Regions from separate parts of the Mus musculus genome. Here all the other regions are linked to region 1. A link is a contact called in public HiChIP or PLAC-seq and promoter capture Hi-C data. All regions are on one chromosome and are shown on one strand. The core of a region is the stretch at or near the end of the contact, and the rest is flanking DNA. Distances in the headings are between cores, read along the strand shown.

Region 1 (2,914 bases), core at 249-2,748:
AGAAAAAAGCCAGGTGGTAGGGCACATATTTCTTTTTTTTTTTTAAAGATTTATTTTATTATTATATGTTAGTACACTGTAGCTGTCTTCAGACACACCAGAAGAGGGAGTCAGATCCTGTCACGGATGGTTGTGAGCCACCATGTGGTTGCTGGGATTTGAACTCTGGACCTTTGGAAGAGCAGTCGGGTGCTCTTACCCACTGAGCCATCTCACCAGCCCTAGGGCACATATTTCTAATCCCAGCACTTGGGAGGCAGAGGCAGGCAGATCTCTTGAGTGTGAGACCAGCCTCATCTACAGAGCAAGTTTCAGTACAGCCAGGGCTACAAAGAGAAACTATCTTCAAAACTAAAAATAACCAAACAAAAAGTTGATAGATTTTAAGAGGCTACTTAAAAAAAAAAAAGAAAAAAAAAAGAAAAAAGATGGCGAGCCACATCTAAATAGTGAGTTCCAAGTCAGCCTGGACTACATAGGGAGAACCCTATTGCAATATTTCCTATCGAGAGAGAGAGAGAGAGAGAGAGAGAGAGAGAGAGGAGATAAAAGGATAAAAATAAAAATTTAGTAAGATGAATAATACTTTCATGTGACTTAAGAAAACGAATAAGCCAAGCATGGTCGCACATGCCTATTTTCCCTTTATCCAAAAGGTCAAGGCAGGAAGGTCAAGAGTTGAGGCTAGACTGGCACACATAGCAAGTTTCAGACTTGCCTGAGCTAAAAAGTAAGATCCTGACTCAAATCAAATCCTATGTAAACCAGGCTGTCTTCTGCCTTTTTGGGGTTAAAGGAGCGTGCAGCCAAGCCTTGGTTTCCTCTGCAGATCCTAATCAAAGAAAAGGTAATTTCAATTTTCTTTGTAGACCAGGCTGGCCTTGAACTCAAAAATCCGCCTGCCTTTGCCTCCCAAGTGCTGGGATTAAAGGAATGCCAGGTCCATTGTAATTTCTTCCAGACACTTCTTTAGGTGCTATGAATATAGAGTCCTAAAGAAAACAGACAAGGATGGAAAGAAACAGGCAACACAGATAAAATGAGGTACCTTCAATGCTAGAGAGGCAATGAAACAAAATCAAAGTGTAATCAAATACTTTCCTGGGTTATCTTTTGAATTTCAGTGTGATTAGAAGCAATAGGAGGATGGTGTGACCTAAACCTTTGATTATAGTTATTAGAAGGTCCCACAATCTGCCAGGATGGAAGCAGACAGGGCCCTAGAGTGGCATCTGTCCACCTCAGAGATATGGACCATAGCACTGGTAACAGTCTGAGACAGGAACTGGGTAGAACGATGTGTTTCTCTTTAAGAGTCAACGCGGTGGGGGCGGGGCTGAGCGTGTCTGGAGCTAGCGGAGGGTGGAGGTACCAGCCGGGAAGAGCCGCCCTCCGGATTGCGCGCGCGCCGTGCGGGGGCGGGATCGAGACCCGTCCGCATGGCTGGCTTTGGCCCCGGATGAGGAAGTGCGGTAGGTGGGGGGGGAGGGCACTGTGGAAGCGGTGGAAGCTGGAGCGCCCTCGGGCCTCGGCTCCCGAAGATCTGGTAGAGTTGGCGGCGGCGGGGACAGCAGGGACGGAGGCAGCCGACGCCAAAGTGGAGGGATGAGCACGAGCCGTGGAGGAGGCCACAGGGTAAGAGGCCTGGGCAGTCCCACGACCGCCTGGGGGTCCTCCGCCGGACGGTGCTGACTAAAGGGGGTCCGGGCCCCCAGCCTTTCAGGGAGCCGAAGGGCACCGAAGCAGTGCTGTTAGTGACAAACACCCACAGACATCCAGGAGATCAGGCTCTACGTCCCTGGGAGAAAACAGCTTCTCGGAGTCCTGGTTCCAGGGGAAGGAGGCTCCCATTCAACCTTCATCTGCAGGGGACCCCCAACTTCTCTCTCCTTGGAGAGGACGACGCCCCTTGTTGGTATACGCCTTTCCTCGGCTCTGGTCGATTTGTCAGCGAAGGGAGACCCGTTTATGGTGCCAAGGGGAATTCTTTATTCAAAAGAGCGACCCCCACTTTGGTCAGCGTCTTCCAAGTGAAGGAGGTTCTCAACTTTCCCAAAAGTGACAGAGGTATCCTATCTGCAAGAAACAGATCTCTCGATCCTTTATTTTTCACTTTCACCCCAAGATAGAGGGAGGCCCTGAATTTATGATATCGTAAGTCAGCTTTTCTCCCCTTCCCCCAGTCATGTCCACCAAGGGAGCTTTGGTTTTTGTGTTTTTATTAAGTCTCTTAGTATTGATTGAGCTGCTGCTCCTCTTTTGGAGTGTGATATTTGCAAGTTTGTATCTCCCACTTAACATCCTCATGACCTTGCCTCATCCCCTGTCAGTTGCAGCCCATCCTTAACCTGGGTACTTTTTTTTCTCTGAATTGTCATGAGGGCTCAAGGGAACTTTTGTGGAAAATGCTTGGTGCACAGTGAACGTTTGGTCAGTTGTTAGTATTGATATATTAAGAAAGAAAAGTCATGTCCTCAGAGAAACTGTTATTGGCATGAATGTATCCTCCATCACAAATTGCAACCCTCTTTCCACCAGAAAGGCTTTCCCTGCTCCTAAGATACAGTATTCTTCCTCTCACTTTGGATCTTGCTGTACTCTACTCCCTAAGTTAACAGAGAGCCTTGGTGAAAATCAGGGAAAGAAATAGTAAGTTTTGGAAACATGTTAGCACTTTACCTGTTTATTATTTTGATTTGAGGGATTTTTTTTTTATAGCTCGGGCTCAAACTAGGTAGGTAGTCAAGGCTAGCCTCTAGTCCCCCCAATAATCTTTTTTTTTTTTTTTTTTTTTGAGACAGGGTTTCTCTGTAGCCCTGGCTGTCCTGGAACTCACTTTGTAGACCAGGCTGGCCTGGAACTCAGAAATCCGCCTGCCTCTGCCCCAATCTTTTCTCACTTTATAGGACACTCC
Region 2 (2,914 bases), core at 277-2,776, 2.0 Mb after region 1:
GTGCTGGTGCTCAAAGTCAATGCCTGACTATAGGATGCATCCAAGCACTCGGCCTTCCCACCCCCTGCAGTCCTCATACCTGTTGCCATTTTCATATTCCGTTTCAGCACAGTCAGGCCGGGTCCACACGTTGAACTCGTAGTCAGGGGAAGCAGCAGACCCACTAGCGGGGGCTGTTGCCACCCCTCCTACGCCTTCCCCATCACTAGACACAGTCTCCACCTTTTCCACATGGGCTAGGTTCCCTGAATCAAAGCGAGAACTGAACAGCAATCCCCCACAGCGCAGCTCCATGGTGGGGCTGGGAAAGCATCCTCTTGCCCCACACAGGCCCTGAGAGCTGGGGGGAAAAAAAATCAAAGTTGGGATAGGGAGGAAGGGCAGAAAATGAAACAATGTGTTTGGTATGTCTGGATAAATGAGAAATGTCTTTTCTACTCTATGAAGCAAAACGCTCTTATTCATAGAAAACCTGGAAGTAGCCTTTCAGTAAGATCAAGAGAAAGCACAACTCTGTCCCTGGACACCCAAGGAGTATGAGCGACCTAAAAACACCCTATTTTACTACATCACCACCGTTCCCCAATCGAATGCTCACTAGCTTCCTTAGTTGAGTTGGAAAACGCTAGATTCTCAAGCTTTTTAACAACCTAAGAGGCAGAGACTCGAGGTCGGGTGGTTGCCACTGACTCTATGAGGGAGAGGCCATATTAAAATTTCCTATATTGGCTTTGTACTGGACAGCCCGGAGCAAGAAGAACCAAGTTTCTAAGTGTAAATGGTAGCTTCCTTTCTTTACCTCTTTTGTCTTCACAAGCACCGACTGTAATTATACTCGTTTCTCGGAGACCTTGAAGAGCGTTGCTACCACCCCCTTCCTCTACTACGCCTATTATGAAAACGTAGCCTATGCCCGGCCAAAGCCACTTGCTCACCTGCCCTGAACCTCAGTTCCAATTAGGGTCTGTTTCCATCCTCCCGCCCTGTAGACACGAGCCCGTGCAAAAGCTACCCTCGAAGGTGTGGGTAACGGGCGTCCTAAGCACCCCTAGGAAGGCTGGGCCAGTAGAGTCCCGCTTGGAAGCAGCAGGCAGCTCCTCGATTCGCGAGGACCCTCGCGCTGCCTGGCTTGTCCAGGGCAGGGTGGGGTTTGGAAGCGTGGGAGGGGTCGAGACAGGTACACTGGCGGACAGGAAGGCGGGTCCTAGGGGTCAGAGGTGAGGCCACAGGAGCAGAGGGAGTCAACCAAAGGCGGGGTCGGCGGGCCGGCCGCGGCAGGCCGGGGGGCGGGGTGGCATTCGACGGGGGCTCCGGCAGAGCGGGCTGAGAAGGGGGCGGGGCCTGCCGGCGGGGCCGCAGTCCACGCGAAGCCCCTCACCTCTCTCCGGGCCGCTGCTCCCGCTCCCTCTCCCGCTAGCGAGGCGGCACCTCGGGCCCCGGCACCCGGGCCCTCCACCCGGGACCCACACAAAACCAGAGAGCCGCGGTGCCGGGACCCCACTCTGCCAGGAAACAAGAAGTCTCTTGCCTATTGGCCGCAGCTGCAGCTGGCTACCCGCCCAGTAAAGCGCACTGCCATTGGTCGCCACGCAGGGTTCCGTGCACGTTGGCAGGTACCTGTGAGGGGGCCGTTTGGGGGCTTCCGCGGGCCACCGCCGTGTGCGGCTCACTAGGCGTCTTCTCTGTAGGCGGTTAACGGCCCGCCTCCCCGAGGCGGGAAAGACAGAGCAGTGAGCAGGAAACAGGAAAAGACTTACCTGTGAATAAGAAAATAGCATGTGAAGCCGATCTTTGTTTACCGTGCTCCTAGCTCTACTGTGTAACGAAACGTGGACACAACAGATCATGAGCCTGATGGTGTGTAAAAGGAAGTGGAGGATGCGGGCATCGATCCCGCTACCTCTCGCATGCTAAGCGAGCGCTCTACCATTTGAGCTAATCCCCCAGCTGTAGTGCTGTACCTTCCTGTAACCTTTACAAGGTTTCCTGAGACTCAGTTTTCTAATGTAGTTCACAATATAAAGTAGGATGGAGCCCTCAGCAAGATTTTGAAACAGAGCCATGTAATACATACATAAGCAATAAGGACTTTTCTTGAAGTACATGTCACTATAGCTTTAACACCTAATATGCGAACAAGGTACGTTGTACTTCGACTACTTAACTGCTATATGTACTCAAGGGGTTTTCAACGTAGCCAGGAAAATACACTGCCTATCCTCAAGTAAGCGTTTCCCCCACGGAGCAATTGACCTAGGGTGTAGGTAAACTAAAAGTAGTGCACGAAGTCCTTCGAGCCGGAATCGAACCAGCGACCTAAGGATTACCATATTGTACTGACTACAGTCCTCCGCTCTACCAACTGAGCTATCGAAGGCCCCGCTGCGTCGGGCTGCTGCAGTTTTCCCTCTAATGCTTACCAAGATTTTTTTTTTTTCCCTAATGTGTTTCTGCGTAAACTAAAGGATCCCGGGCCAGAAGAAAGGCGGGCTTGCAGGCTCGCACCCTGCGGCAGGAGCTCGCCGTGAGCCGGATTGAGGCTAAAGCTGGGGCGGCCTTCCTCTCGCTAAGCAGACATTAGTTTCGGTGTTTGGGACTACGAATGCTGCTTCTGCTCCAGGTTTCCTTTGGTTTTCGGCGTGATGAAAGTATATAAAGCATGTTGTTCTGATGATGCGAAAGACATTCGCTCCGTCAGCTGAAGTGTCGGGGTCCATTCACCGAGACCCAGGCCAGAAGGGAAGACCGAGCCACGGGAGCGAGGGACCCCTATGCCCTGGACGCTGGGATGCAGCGGCGGCCCGGACTCCTACTCTCCGAGCCCACTGGCTGGGTGCAGTCCCAGGTCCTGCCCTAGTCGCTTATAACCTCGCTTTTATGGTCGAGGTCTGGGAAAGGTTTCCGCCCCACCTGG
Region 3 (2,914 bases), core at 297-2,796, 1.6 Mb after region 1:
TAAAGAGATCGGATGCCCTTTTCTGGTGTGTCTGAAGACTGCGACAGTGTACTCATATAAAGTATACATACAAAATACATATAAAAATAAATCTTTAAAAAATATTGGACAGAAGAACTGTAATTCTGGGATTTGCTTATGAGTTGAGGGTCTAATTCTATAGCCCAAGTTGTCCTGAAACCTGGGATTTGTGATCTTGCCTCAGCCTCTTAAGTGCTGGAATTACTGGCAATGAGCTATAATGCTGGGCTTAGTTTTTTGTTATTTATTTAAAATTTATGCATGTGTGTTTTGCCTGCATGTATTATGTCTGTGCACCACTTGGACGCCTAGTGCCAGAAGAGGGCGTCTGGTTCCTTGGAACCAGAGTTATAGACAGCCATGTTGGTGCTGGAATTGAACCCCGCTAATGTGGAAGAGCTACCAGTGTTCTTAACCTCTGAGCCAGCTCTCTAGTCCCCAGTTCTTTCCAATGAGTTGATTTTCTTTTACTTTCAGGAAATTACTCCTTTCCGTTATATATAATCCATATAATGAAAAGAACCTGCTGGATTGTCCCTCCAACCCTAACTACCCGTGGCCAGCACCCCAGTCCTTAGTTCATCACGTTCAGATTAAGAGCATTCTAACCAGTTACAGTACCCGCCAGACTCTTCCTCTGGTGTCCAGTGCACACAGAATTAGACTAACAAACGCAAAACAGGCACCACCACAATGACGACCACATTACCCATCTTGATGCTAGGCCATCCATCCATCGCTAGATCTGTTCCTACTTAGAATCGCTCTCCACAAAGAGGCCAGCCAGCTTCCTCAATAAGCCAGCCCAATGTAGTTTACACTTTCCTCAGTCCTCCAGCCTTGTATCCGTATTCCCTTCTCCCGTGGCTAAACGCCACCCTCAGGCACCTTCTCCGAGGGTCTTAAATCTACATTGGCGATAAGCAGCTCGTTCCCGCCTCTTTGCTCTCGCCTCACCCAGCACTGCACCAAACAGTTTCTACCCTGTATTAATTCGAATTTTTCCACAGACCTAGGTCTCCGTTTTCCTTTGTCAGTACAGGCCTCACAGAGCCTGGCCAAAGACCGCGGAAGCGCAGTACAAACGCTAGTCAACTTTAATTGAACCGAATCCGGCGGGGTTTGTCGGAATCTGAGGGCGTGGAGGGAGAGAGGGAGGGACAGGGCTGACAAAACCGCAGAACGCAACTGGAAGCCCCAGGTCCCACACAATAGAGACTTCAGGCAAAAACTGCTGAGACCAGAGCCCCGTGCTAAAGCACGGTCAGCGTGGAGATGGCCGCACATCGCCATGGCTCCCTCCAGCCCCAGCCGTTGGTGGGCGTGGCAACCAGTCTCGCGGGAGCGGCGGTTGGGCGGGCCGTTGTCCCCGAGGGCGGGGCGAGTTGCTAAGGAAATGACCGCCCGCAGCGGCTCACCGCGCCAGTAGGGCGGGGCCTGGAGCAGCGCGGTTTCCGCTTCCGCCCTCTCCCCGCTCCTGTCCCGTTACCGCCTCCTAGCCGGCCTCGCGCCTTTCGCCGGCACCTTGCGTCGACTGCGCAGCCGGGCCCGCTCCTTGCCACGCGCGCCCCCAGGGGCCCCGGCTCCGGCGCCGGCAAGGGTCGCGTCCCGCTTACCTGTTCCTCAGGTAGCCAGCCATCCGCCGCCATGGGTGCCTACCTCTCTCAGCCCAACACGGTGAAGTGCTCCGGGGACGGGGTTGGCGCCCCGCGGCTCCCGCTGCCCTACGGCTTCTCCGCCATGCAAGGCTGGCGCGTCTCCATGGAGGTGAGACAGGGCCCCAGCGGCTGGCCACTGCATGGCAGGAACCTGACAGAGAAAGGGAGCGAGGGGGATGGGGTTCTCCTCAAGCAGGGGTCCCTGACGAGAGCCTGCAGCCACGGTGCGGGAGGCGGCGGCGAGCGCGGGATCCGGGCGGAGAGGGAGCGGCTAGAGCTTGGGGACCGCGGCCTGATGGCTAGTGGCTGCGGGAGCCCTGCCATGTGAGAAGAGGCACCTTCCGCCTACTGGCCGCCGTCTCTCCGTACCTTCGCGCCATCCTCTGGTGCCAGCCCAGCCCTCCAGCTTTTCCAGCGGCATGGGGTTGTCAGAGGGAAGAGGGAAGACTCGTTATTTGTTCGCTTATTGGTCGAATAGATGTGAATGACTGGTTCGTTTTTATTCTTGAAATATGTAATGTGGCAGGCCTCTTGGGGCTACAAACTTGATGGCGAAAAGGAGCCCGGGTAATAATGTGCTTTCCATTCTTAACCCTCAGTTGCTTTTAGCCTTAGACACCTCATGTTAATTTCAGAAGCCCCGCTTGACCTTCGAGAATTGTCACTCGTTCGTATTCTTTTCGAAATCTTTTATGATCTTTAGGAAAGGAATCGTGTCTGTCACTAGGCTTGCTTTTATTTTTTATTTTTTGAAATATGCTTGTAATTTTTTTTCTTACTCGATTTCTTTAAAACTTACTGAGTTGTCATTTTCCTCTGCATATAATTTAGTATACTCGATTTTCAGTCTTGTCATCAATCCTTTTTTGTCACCATCTACGAATAACTTTTAAAAAGAAAAGAAAAGTCCACTTTGGATGAAAGGGAAAGCAATCATTTGGATTGACAGTGTTGAGCAAATGGATGTGAAACTACAATGAACAGGGAATAGGTGTCTTTGAGCAATTTTGTGTGAAGTCTAAGGGACTAGTGAAAAGTTCTAATTATGTCTGGAATCGAGGGTTTATCCAGTTAGTAGGTGGGCTACAGGTAACAGCCAAATAGTTTCCCTTGGTGTTTTTTTTTTTTTTTTTTTTTTTTTTTTCTCTCAAATTCCCTCGCTCCTCCCTGTGGTTAGCTCTGGAATGACAGTGTGAACCTAAATGGTTTGTTCTCAGACTCAAAAGCTATTTTCA
Region 4 (2,914 bases), core at 178-2,677, 1.3 Mb before region 1:
GGCCAAAACCCACTCAACGCCAGCTCCCTGCTGAGCCCCTACCTCCAGTTTGGCATCTGGGGTCCTCTTGGGCCAGTCCCCTGATGTCCTAACCACATTAGGCACCATTCTAAGAACTTTTCCCCTGTACTGTTTGTTTTTATTTACTTTCCGGTTTTATTGACCTTCAAAAGGAGGATAAAAGTTAAATAAGAATTAATAGGAAATGTCTTCAACTCAAATTTAAATGATCTGCTTAGAACATTAGTTTTTCTCTCTTTGAAAACATGAATATCTGGGCATGGTGATTCATACCTGTGGCCCCAGCACTTGGAGATGCTAAAGTAGGATCTTGAGTTGAAGCCCAGCCTGGGTAGAGAAGCAAATCCTTGTCTCACAAAACAAATAAGCCCAGGGAAAAAGATCCAGAAAGAATTCTACCTAGTAGCAACTAGACTAGACCCTTGTCTGATACATCACCCTATTTATGATTAGAAGAGGGGAATACTATTTTTTTAATGATCAAAGCCCAGATCTTGTGAATTTATATATCATCTTACAAGAGAGTGGTTAAGTTGCAAATGCTGTCTGATAGAAAAAAATGAACAGATTATGACCCATACAGACAAGTTGTTACCAATGCCAACTGTAACTCCAAAGATCAGTTTTCTGGGACCATAGGACATTAACTAGGCTTGCATCTGAGTTCAGCATTCTGTCTTTCATTGAATGACGGCGGGCATCCTCAGAATGTCTGTACTTCTGAGTTAAATGCATTCTAAAACTGATGTATTTTACACCTTGACATTTTGAAGATGGGATCTTGGAGGGAGTCAGCTTTTGCTTGGAAGTCATCGAGGCCTTGGGAGTTAAGTGATTTTTGTTAAATAACCATTGTAAAAGATTCTATAGCCAACAATCCTACCCTGCAAGAGACCTGATAGGGTCCCAGCTGCTTGTTATTAGCACCAACGCTGGATCACCCTACCAGTGGTGGTGGTAAGAGCTGTTGGGGGAAGAAGGGGTCTGTTCGGCCTCAAACTTCCGGTCCCCTAGTGGTGTCACAGACCGCAAGCCATTCTTAGGACAGGAGGCCTAACTGAACTAGAGGGCCAAATGGCCAAGGCAACAAAGCAGCCGGAAGAGACCCAGACTCCAACTCCCGAGCGGGGGCGGGGTGGGGCGGAGCGAGGGCAGAGCCTATAGTGAGAAAACCAATCCTCTTGAGCCTAGCGGGAAGGACGGCGGGCCAGAGGCGGGGCTAAGGGGCGGTGCGTCCGTCAGGAAAGCCAATCACTTTACCCCGGCTCGTTGAAGGGGGTTGGTCTGCGGGTCCTCCTTCGCTTTCTCCGGGATACCTCGCCGCCTGCGCTGACTTTACGGATGTTGTAATCTGCGCGTGCGCGTCCTGGCACTCCCGTGAGGCACTGCGGCGCGCGCGGTTGGAGGCTGGCAGAGAGCAGTGACTGCGGCTTTCCTGAGGTAAGGGTCTTGTAAGTTCGGGGTTGGCGGGGCCGCCGCTACCCTCCTACAGCCTGCTTGAGGCATCGATAGAGGTCGCTGGGCCCAGGCGCGGGGTGTGCGGGGAGGCTGAGGCTTTGTGCCAGAGGTGGGGGCGGAGGTACGTGGCCGGTCATCCGGCTGGGGTTGGTAGCTTTATTTTTCGGATACTGCGGATAAAACCCAAGGCCTCAATCATACGAGGCAAACGTTAAACCGGAAATACACACTTATCTGTTACCCAGCTTTTAAAAACAGCAATTTGGTACTTTTGTGGGCGTGTTTTATTAGAGCTCTTAAGTGTCATAACTGGATACTCAGAAACAAACCAAAACCAACCCAGAGAGTTTGCTACCAGAGTGTCAAATACATCGTGATTTTAAGACCTGCCATTGTCACTGACCTAAGTTTGGTTCAAGTCGTGGTTCATTGTGTTCTATTCGAAATAAAACTTCTTACTTGATGATTGATGGGTACTTTGAAACTTGTCAATTTGTCCTGGTTTTCTCTGCGTTAGACTGGTTATATCTATAGATTGAGTCCTTTGAGACTGATGGAACGCTGATTGAAGTAAATATTTAGTTGATTCTTCCTTAGAAAGGTAGGCATATTTCTTTTTCCTAACTAGAAACTACAGGGGAAACAGCTATTTTACAAAATGTAATTTATTTTAAGTAATTTCATCATTGGGAAAAAAAATCAGTTTTTTTTTATTGTTATATCTTCATTAATTAGATTCTTCATTACTGTTGTAGTGTCCTAAGCAACACCCTGATTGCTTCTGTTTTGCTTTGTCTTTGTCAGATATTGCACGTGCATCTGCTTTTAACTTAAGTAGTCTCCTGATGTCATCTGATAAAATGATCTGTATATTTAAAATTCATTTGCCTTGTTCATGGTCTAATACTTGTGTTCTTTCCCCCACTAGGAAAACACATTATAGATTGTATTTTTTTTCCTTCTTCTATGGACTTAGCGTAAATATGTTTTTTTCTGTTTGAACTTAGTTTAAAAAAATAGATTCATATCAAATATTTAAAAACAGGAGTAGTTAAACCATGAGTTGTGGAAATGAGTTTGTGGAAACATTGAAAAAAATTGGTTATCCCAAAGCTGATATTCTTAATGGAGAAGATTTTGACTGGCTCTTTGAGGATGTTGAAGATGAGTCATTCTTGAAATGGTTTTGTGGGAATGTGAATGAACAGAATGTATTGTCTGAAAAAGAATTGGAAGCCTTCAGCGATCTCCAGCGATCAGGCAAGCCTATCCTAGAAGGAACAGCATTGGATGAAGTTCTTAGGACCTGTAAAACTTTTGATTTGAAGACATGCAAACTGGATGACAAAGAGATACAGATATTAGAGGATGAGGTTCAAACTCTGCAGAAATTAAATAACTCAAAAATTCAGCGACGGAATAAATACCAGTTAAT
Region 5 (2,914 bases), core at 153-2,652, 1.3 Mb after region 1:
CTCTTTTCTCTTCTTTTTTTTTTCTTCTTTCCTTTTAAAATGTATATGAGCACACTGTTGCTGGCTTCCAACATATCAGAAGAGGTCATCAGATCTCATTAAAGGTGGTTGTGAACATATGTGGTTGCTGGGAATTGAACTCAGGATCTCTGGAAGAACAGTTAGTGCTCTTAACTGCTGAGCCATCTCTCCAGCCCCACCTAGGGAATTTTTAATAATTGAAATTACCCAACATATGTAATGGAATGTCTCATGCTTACATTCAGAAAAGAAATAATAAAAAACAAATCTTGTTACGAAGAAAACCGGGTATGGAAATACCAAGTCAATGAACTTGGTCCAAGTTCAAGGTCAGTAGAGGGGCTGCACTCCCTGTGCCTCGATCCCAGCCCTTCTACTCTTACAAACATGCAGCATGCCTACTACTCCGACTTTTCTTTCCTTTGTTTTTAAAGACAGGGTCTCACTATGTAGCCTTGGCTAGCCTGGAACTCACCATGTAGACCAGGATGGACTCTTAACTCCTAGAGATCATCTGCCTCTACCTAGTGCTAAGATTAAAGACATCCTCAGTGTCCCCCATCCTCCAGTGTCCCCATCCTCCAGTGTCCCCCATCCTCCAGTGTCCCCCATCCTCCAGCTCACCTGCTGCATCTGAGTTCCCACTGTAAAGGAGATCACAGATGTTTCCCCACTCGGGGTTGGTGAAGGTTAAGGGGAGCATCAGAGAGACCTTAAGTCTGGTTCTCACCGACTTTATACCTTGCCCAATGGCACATGCCAGCATGAGAAACACGGAAATTTGGCAAACCATGCAATCTACCAGGAACTCAGCTGTGAAGGGAGAGACAGTCCAAGATTGCCTGCAAAGTTTCTGCTTCCTCTCAAGCCCTCCAGAGGCCCCAGAGGAAGGAGTCCTGACCCTGCCATCTTCCTTAGACTCCAGGGCCTCCTTTTCTCTAAAGAGGCGTGGAGGGTGCTGAGTGTGGGGTGAAGGGGAGATCAGTGCAGCCAGGCTGCAGTCAGGCACAGGAGGCTGACCTTCAGTTAGCTGCTGCTAGACTGAGCTCCCACTAGTTACCTAGGAAGGCACCCAAAAGCACCGGGAGGCTGGGGGGCGGCGGGTTGGGGCAGAGACCACCCAGGAGAAATGAAGGGCTTGGTGTGGGGAGGGAAAGGAGGAAGCGGGGTGGGGGCAGTATCAGAGAAGAAGGGGCACTAGAGAGTGAGGAAAAAAGCAGAAGTCATTGTGTGGGGAGAAGGTTGAGGGATGATGCCGAAAAAGAGGAAGGGGTCAGCGGTGGCGGTAAGACTTTGGAGAAGGAAGGAGAAAGTCGAGAGGGAGGGAAGAGGAGGCGGTCCTGATTCTCCACTTTACTGCCCATTCCTTCTCCCTTGCTGAAACATCCAGCCGGTGCCTTTGTGGCCTCTTGGGCTGGGTTGCAATCTCATGCCAACCCGCTTGCCGGTTGTCAGGAGGCCTCTGGGGAGGACGCTGCAGGAGCCTCAAACGCCACCTACTCCCGGCCTCTCTCCCGGTTGATGTTTCTATTTTGGGCACCACATTATTTCCTGCTGTGATTTTTTTTTTCAGGCTTCTAATTCAGGCTCTGAGGTAAGCTGTGACATCCGCTCGTGCCCGCAGGCCCCTCCCGCACACTGCTTGTCCTCCTGGGGCGCGGGCACCCCTCAGGCCCAGCAGCAGTCCAGCCACTGCGGGGAGTCTTGGCAGGGCCTGCCTAAAAATAAGCTTTCGGATTTCCCCTCCCCCTGGTAGGGCAAAAGGAGGCTAGCTGGAATAGATTTCTAGGCAAGGATTTGAGGGGGTGATGGAGTGAGGTTGACAGGGACCTGCTATAAACTGTGCCATTGTGCCTAGGAATGGGAGTCCAACGCTTCCGTGTCCGAAGTCTGTTTAACTATATTTGGACAATGACCCTTTAGAGATGCTGATAAAGGCTACACAGAATCCCAGAAACTGTCCACAACAAACTCACAGGTAGGTTCCTGGTAATTTTGGGTTTGTGCACTTCCTTGAGTCGGGGAGCCCTTGTTCAAAGCCCTGGGTATGCATGGACGCCTCCCTCCCTGATCTCTCCTCTCAACCTCAGTATGCCTCATTATATTTAATCAATATGTGCTTAAAAAGAAGAAGTCTCTGTATGTGCAAGTACTTCAAGCACAGGCAGATTATAAGCTATGTCCTTAGGGAAACAACAGCCTCTTAAAACTGTCTTCTGGTTTACTCCCAAGGACCTGCTGGCCATCTGGCAGTGAGGGCACCCACTGCATTGGGTTCTGGCAGATTTAAGTTCCGAACTCAATTAAGTAGGCTCTGTTTTTGTTTTTCCTGACTTCTCTCTCACAGCAGACAAAATGGTAAAGCTCCCGGGAGTCTCACCCATCCCAGTCCATGGGGGTGACTTTAGCTGAGACTCCTAGCAGTGAGGATATGGAGCCTGTTGTGCTTGTAGACAGGAGCCTAGCATAACTCCTCTGACAGCTACCCAGCAGCTGACTGAAACAGATGCTGAGTCCCACAGTCAAACATTAAATGGAGCTTGGGGACTCTTGTGGAAGAGTTGTGGGAAGGATTGCAGGCCCTGAAGGAAATAGGAACTCTACAAGAAGACCAACAAAGTCAACTAACCTGGACCACTAGGGGCTCCCAGAAACTGAACCATCAACCAAAGAGCATACACAGGCTGGACCTAGGCCTCCTTGCACATATGGAACAGATATGTAGCTTGGTCTTCATGTGGATCTCCCAACAACTGGAGCAAGGGCTGTCCCTGAATCTGTTGCCTGCCTGTGGGTCCTGTTCCCTTAACTAGGCTGCCTTGTCTGGCCTCAGTGGGAAAGGATGTGCCTAGCCCTGCAAAGACTTGATGTACCTAGGTTGGGGGATAACCGA

Evidence for each region. Promoter capture Hi-C pulls out the DNA fragments that hold promoters and counts their contacts. HiChIP or PLAC-seq counts read pairs in DNA pulled down with a chosen protein or histone mark. Capture Hi-C pulls out chosen DNA fragments and counts their contacts.
Region 2: a promoter capture Hi-C map of adipose tissue shows a contact between it and region 1, with 2.9 times the contacts expected there. The contact joins the promoter of Agbl5 here to the promoter of Prr14l in region 1. A contact is called at or near these places in 2 of 39 promoter capture datasets (embryonic stem cells and erythroid cells), 2 of 484 Hi-C or Micro-C datasets (B cells and CD4 T cells), 1 of 115 datasets of contacts at active chromatin or transcription factors (pancreatic cancer cells) and 2 of 9 other capture datasets (adipose tissue and liver).
Region 3: an H3K4me3 HiChIP or PLAC-seq map of embryonic forebrain shows a contact between it and region 1, with 4 times the contacts expected there. The contact joins the promoter of Ppm1g here to the promoter of Prr14l in region 1. A contact is called at or near these places in 6 of 39 promoter capture datasets (cranial neural crest, frontonasal cranial neural crest, hippocampal neurons and 2 more) and 2 of 115 datasets of contacts at active chromatin or transcription factors (embryonic forebrain and large pre-B cells).
Region 4: a contact with region 1 is called in a promoter capture Hi-C map of liver, with 3 times the contacts expected there. The contact joins the promoter of Haus3 here to the promoter of Prr14l in region 1. A contact is called at or near these places in 3 of 39 promoter capture datasets (erythroid cells, liver and pre-B cells), 1 of 484 Hi-C or Micro-C datasets (muscle stem cells) and 1 of 9 other capture datasets (liver).
Region 5: a promoter capture Hi-C map of pre-B cells shows a contact between it and region 1, with 4 times the contacts expected there. The contact joins the promoter of AI839979 here to the promoter of Prr14l in region 1. A contact is called at or near these places in 4 of 39 promoter capture datasets (embryonic stem cells, hippocampal neurons, pre-B cells and 1 more) and 2 of 115 datasets of contacts at active chromatin or transcription factors (embryonic forebrain and embryonic stem cells).

What each region holds. Positions count from the first base shown.
Region 1 is chr5:32,852,814-32,855,727 of GRCm38.p6, reverse strand. Prr14l (proline rich 14-like) reads left to right here and starts at 1,498. Exons shown (of 11, transcript NM_194340.2): 1 at 1,498-1,635.
Region 2 is chr5:30,887,546-30,890,459 of GRCm38.p6, reverse strand. It overlaps Agbl5 (ATP/GTP binding protein-like 5), which reads right to left and starts at 1,526. Exons shown (of 16, transcript NM_001374737.1): 1 at 936-1,526; 2 at 80-340. The coding sequence starts at 294. Gm35795 (a long non-coding RNA gene) reads left to right here and starts at 1,505. Exons shown (of 2, transcript XR_376844.2): 1 at 1,505-1,613; 2 at 2,466-2,914. n-TYgta9 (a tRNA gene) reads right to left here and starts at 2,377; the gene lies at 2,289-2,377. It overlaps n-TAagc15 (a tRNA gene), which reads right to left and starts at 1,945; the gene lies at 1,873-1,945.
Region 3 is chr5:31,219,177-31,222,090 of GRCm38.p6, reverse strand. Ppm1g (protein phosphatase 1G (formerly 2C), magnesium-dependent, gamma isoform) reads left to right here and starts at 1,546. Exons shown (of 10, transcript NM_008014.3): 1 at 1,546-1,788. The coding sequence starts at 1,669.
Region 4 is chr5:34,167,937-34,170,850 of GRCm38.p6, reverse strand. It overlaps Haus3 (HAUS augmin-like complex, subunit 3), which reads left to right and starts at 1,427. Exons shown (of 5, transcript NM_146159.1): 1 at 1,427-1,461; 2 at 2,408-2,914. The coding sequence starts at 2,538. It overlaps Poln (DNA polymerase N), which reads left to right and starts at 1,325. Exons shown (of 25, transcript NM_181857.4): 1 at 1,325-1,461.
Region 5 is chr5:31,569,885-31,572,798 of GRCm38.p6, reverse strand. AI839979 (expressed sequence AI839979) reads left to right here and starts at 1,402. Exons shown (of 3, transcript NR_102275.1): 1 at 1,402-1,615; 2 at 1,880-1,999; 3 at 2,369-2,914.